Linked DNA regions of Danio rerio: region 2 is linked to region 1. A link is a contact called in public HiChIP or PLAC-seq data. All regions are on one chromosome and are shown on one strand. Each heading gives the region's core, a stretch centred on a gene start, on an enhancer-like site or on the middle of the called end of the contact. The rest is flanking DNA. Distances are from core to core; before and after follow the strand shown. Region 1 holds the start of LOC101885868. Region 2 holds the start of dcbld2 (discoidin, CUB and LCCL domain containing 2).

Region 1 (2,698 bases), core at 108-2,607:
TCCCTTTTTTGAATGACATCAACAGTTTCTATTCGTTTGCTCACCAAATCACAAATTTCTGTACTCAATATGGAACAAACATCTACTCTTCTTACAATCTCTGGAGTAGCAGTTTGATTACGCAGAAATGGGGCATAATGTTGAGTGACAACATCCTGACTAGTTTGAATGTCTTTCAAAATTTGCTCAAGCTCTTCACATGTGCATAAGGCTTTTAATTTACATCTAATTTCTTTAGCTGTCTGCTTCCAGGAAGTATAAGCTTTATTAAAGGCTTTCTCGTGCTTTTTTGTCTCTTGTTTTTGCATTTCTAAACCCTTTTCTGTGGGATTTCTTTTTCGAGAGCTTGATCTTGATCTAACCTGTTGCATTTCTGTTGTACTATTCAGATCTTTATCAAGAACTGACCTTTGACTTGCTTGTGCCGCCATTTGCTCCGCTGTGTCGTCCATTTTGTCTGTCTACAACTTAAATCAGCAACCTGCTTACATCAGACAAATTTAAACACCTAAAATATTATAGCAAAGGTAATAAGTCAAAATCACATGTGCAACAACAGTATAAACTCTTAAGATTTTAAGCACTTTAAAAATTGCAAACATTTGTCTAATACATGCATCATGAATATAAGCCCAACATTACACAAACACCTTGAAACATGAGCACTTAAATCATTAGTCACTCCTCATTCTCAAACTTCAATTACTGCATACAAATTCAACAAAGCATACAAATATAAATCCTTTTTTTTCTTTAAAAATTGCAATTATCCCAAAAGTAATAAATAGATAAATATTTTTCCTTTTCTTGTACCTCTGAGTCCACAACGTTTGTTTGCAGTCACCTTTCAGTCTTTCATGAAGAGTTTTCCCAGTTAACCGTGTAAAGTCGCCGTCCTAGTGTAGATTCAGTCTGTTGTAGATACCATGCAGTGCCACAGACGAGATGAAGGCTTGTTACATGACACTCATGTGATGAATCACCAACGTGATGCAAACGCCATGTGTAGCAGCGAGTTTTACTGTAGCAGCCCTTCAGCTTTCAAAGAATAGGCAGAGAGTTTTTGACGGGTGCATTTAAAAAGGTTTACTTGGATGCAATAAAGCTCATCACATAAATCATCGTCTCAGTTCTTTGTTGTATACACAGAAGCATCAAAAGACCAAAGGCACCAAAAGCACCAAAGCACCGTAAAACTAGAGAAAACAAACAAACAAACAACATAGAAAAATAAACAACAAACATTTACAAAACATCTAACATTTTCCAAATAAATCAAACAATAAACAAAACATACCTCGCTCTGCTTGCCGAAGGGACACTAAAAGCTCAAGGCATTCTTCCGAGCTGTACCTGTTAGCTCATGAACAAACGTGAATTGCTCTTACTCTGCTTTGTCTCACTTAAATCCTATTAGTCTAGAGCGCCCTCCTGTGGTGACTCCAATTAGGGCAAGCAAAGCGAGTACATTAAATCATGGGCAGTTACAGCATTCATTAACAAAGTGTTGTAAATGCTATAATATATAATACACTTCACAATGTGGTTCAAAACATATCTGTTACCATAGAAACATTAAATATATTGTCCTATTACATGAAATAAGACAAGTTACTCTCATGGCAGAGCTGAATATGTTGATGAACTCACTGTATTCAACAGTTTTCCACATCTTCTTTACACACTGACCAGAAGTGCAAAAATGGCATCCGATCACCTGAGAAACACTAAAGAGTCAGTGATGCTGAGATGAGTTTCAGTTCAAAACAGCACAAACATTTGAAACTATACAATCCTATTCATATGGTCTTATAGTTTAACTGAAAGAAATGCAGATTATACATTGTCATTTAATTATTTTCAATAAATAAAACAAAAGCTTCAAAATTAGTGCACTTTAAACATGCTCCAATACCTGTAAAAATTATGCATCTTTAGCTTTCTTTTCCTTTGAAACAAAGGAAATCTCTTTTGATTTCCTCAGTCTTCTCTTCTGTTTTGTTATTCTTTCTGAGTCTTAGAAACTGGTGACGTTTCTCAAGCTCGTCCCTAATCAGCATCTCCATGTGTTGGGTATTATTGGTTAATGAATATTCAGTGTTCAACACTAAGGATTTTTTCTACCGGTCCGATTGGGCCAATGATTCAGATTTTTACTTGGCCTGGCAAAATTTTCACAGAAATTATGCAAACGAAAAAAGTTATATGGAAAATGTGCTGGAATTTTATTGAAGTTCGAAATTATTTAACAAAAGGTGGCTGACTTGCCAAATTGACGGCGATCGGGCCAGTAATGATCCTCTCTTACTGTCCCAAGCGTCTCCCATGCTGGCCCTGGGCCATTGGGCAGTCCTTATTGTTGAGCCCTGATATTATTTTAGTTGTACAAATCCAGATTGTTATTCTGCTTAATACTGCAAACTACTTATCACATTATTTTATTATCATAATTATCACAAACACACTGATATTTACACTTTGATATCTTGTGGCAAAATGTCATCTGTTTATTCTTCAGATAATAAAAATCCACAGTCTTACAAAGGTTTGTTTCAAACATATGAGTTTCATTTTCTGTTGAACACTAAAGGAGATATTTTGAAAAAAGCTTAAAACCTGTAACCATTGACTTTAGTAGTAGACAAAACAAATACCATGGAAGTCAGTGGTTACAGGTTTCCAGCTTTCCTCAAAACAT
Region 2 (2,698 bases), core at 98-2,597, 350 kb after region 1:
ATATATATATATATAAATCATATAAAAAACATGGTACCCCTACTCTAAATAATTATCCAGTCTACTGGTCATCAATTGCTACTAAGAAGGACTAGAAAAACTCAATTGCTTAAGGTATAAATAATAATTTTGTCCTATTTCTTACACATTTTGGAACACAAGATCAATGACCTGATGATAACAATTGGAAGGTGTTTGATAAAGGATATATCTCATCATTGACAATCATGATAGACTTATTTAGTACTCTTTCTTTGTGTATATACTTTCAGTGCTCTTTAGTTTTATTCCCAACAACTTACTGGCTGTTGTTACCTTCCCCAGTGACCACTTTCTGGGCCTCAGAATCATTTCCATACCAACAGATCACACAAAATGTTTAAATACTTTTGATAAAAGCACTATAAAGCATGATCAACAATGTGCTTTGTAGTGCTTTAAGAAGTACATTTTCAGTTTTTCCTTATACTGTCAGTCCATACATCCCACTTAAGTTTATTGACCAACATCACACCCAAATATTTATAATTTGTTACTAACTGAATTCATCTCAGATTAAAGTACAGTAAGTGTGGGCCACTACTTGTTTCTGTGATGAACAGTTTGACACTGGACAGCACATGAACTCGCTACATATTTGGGAAAGCAGAGGGGGCAGCGCGGGGCCCATGTCAGGCGTTGCGTCATCACGTTCCTCTGTTGCTTCAGCTGTAGCACAGCAACAAGGTTAGAATGCACGCGCACAAACTCCTCTATTAAAGCGAGGTGTTTGTTTACCCAGTGAACGTGTTACTGGGTTAGCCCAGAGAGTTACGTGGCTTGTTTAATTAGTGTGGTCAAGTGTCTTGGTCGAATTGAACCAAGATTTGAACCTACAATCTTTCATTTAACTGCCCGGATCTTTAACCATCACACTTAAGGAGAGTTTGTTTTGAAACCGCACTGAATCCCAAACCCAGAGCTATTAAAGCAATTTAAGAGAAGTTTAACTTAGTCTTAAAAACTTTAGCCACTCCGTTGAAGGATCACGTACCCTTCTGCGCCCGTGAGCTTCTGGCACCTAGTAGTACGATGAAGACGATCAGGATGAAGAGCGCAGCCCCTCCGGTTCCTCTGCCCACCATTACCGACGCGTCCATCCCAGCAGCCTGCAGTCCGAATGCATAATGCTAAAGTGTCCCGATCGGCCGCGCGCGCGTCACGGTCCTTATAAGAGCGCGCGGGTCAGCGTGAGTTTAGTATCGGGAAGGTTTTGTTGACGCTTCCTGAACTCTTGAAGCGGTGCACCGTTAGAACAAACACGGGCTCTTCATCCCCTGATATATTACACGACTTCCTCAACTTCCGCTCCTCCCACCGCACAGCGGCCCCTAGATGGGAATTCTGTGGTATTCCATACATTGTTGTGGATTAGGAGATTCAGTGGAGTTTTTGTTTTGCTGTAGACTAATATATATATACTCGAAACAAGATGTTAGAATTATTTGGAAAAAAATTGAGAAAACGTAAACTATGAATATTAATGTCATTAACAAGATAGCTGACAGTTTATAGCCTAACGTTACAGCAATTTTGCAAAAACTTGTAAATGTCCTTGTAAATAATGTGGCAACAACAAAATGATAATTATCAAAATAATATAAATAAATAATAATACAAATAAAATAATAATAAAGTTATTATCATATTATTACATTATTGTTACAATTTGTTATTGTAATAAAATAAGCATTTACCCTTGTGTACTGTTGGGGATGTTTTTATCCACTCTGGGGTAATTTTGTGTCTTAATTTGGCCATAACATTTTCTCTGTTTCAGATAGCAGAATGATTTTTGCGGACAACTCTTATTCAACACATATTTTGAGAAATGCTTTGACATAAAAAAAAAAAACTTAACAATACACTTTGAGCAAATTTACTACCCTTTGTTATGTTAGGGATGAAAACTGCTGTAAAAAATGCATCAGATAAAAGTTTTTTTTTTTCAAATCTGTTAATCAACCTCAGTCCTGATAAAAACTACTAAATTGTTTAGAAAGTTTTTTTAACTCTTTAATTGACAAATTCATAAATGAATGCACTGATTTGGTGAAAAAAAAACACCCACTAAATCACATATTTTCAATATAAAAAAGTAATTTGAACTGGATTTTTAACCTTTTATCAAAGTCTTGGACATGTGAAACAACATAGCCTTTCACGTTTTCTTTTACGATTCATTTTCATTTTTTCTCCCCAATTTACTGTTGGTGGCTGTTTTGCCCATTGATTCCATTAAAAACATTTTTTATTACAAAACTATGACATCATATGATCATGCATGTTTGATTGTTGGTGGTTTTCCCTGTTGAGAAGAGGTCAAATTTGTCATTTTACTGTTGATCATCAGTTGGCACCATTAACCCTTTAGAAAAAAAATACATTTACAAAACATTACATTTTGTATGGAGTATAACAGCAAATTAATGTGTGTTTATGTGTGTCTGTGAGTGTGTAAGAGTGTATAGTGTCAAAATATGCATCTCAGCTCACAGAATTACAGTTGAAGTCAGAATTATTAGTCCCCCTTTGAATTTTTTTTCTCTTTATTAAATATTTCCCAAAGGATGTTTAACAGAGCAAGGAAATTTTCACAGTATGTCTGATAATATTTTTCTTCTGGAGAAAGTCTTATGTGTTTTATTTCGACTGGAAT

What was found. HiChIP or PLAC-seq counts read pairs in DNA pulled down with a chosen protein or histone mark.
Region 2: a contact with region 1 is called in an H3K4me3 HiChIP or PLAC-seq map of embryo, with 4 times the contacts expected there. The contact joins the promoter of dcbld2 here to the promoter of LOC101885868 in region 1. A contact is called at or near these places in 1 of 18 Hi-C or Micro-C datasets (embryo) and 1 of 4 datasets of contacts at active chromatin or transcription factors (embryo).

Annotation. Positions count from the first base shown.
Region 1 is chr9:31,379,163-31,381,860 of GRCz12tu, forward strand. It overlaps LOC101885868, which reads right to left and starts at 1,358. Exons shown (of 3, transcript XR_002459518.3): 1 at 1,298-1,358; 2 at 1-1,196.
Region 2 is chr9:31,727,207-31,729,904 of GRCz12tu, forward strand. dcbld2 (discoidin, CUB and LCCL domain containing 2) reads right to left here and starts at 1,348. Exons shown (of 15, transcript NM_001080171.2): 1 at 1,034-1,348. The coding sequence starts at 1,139.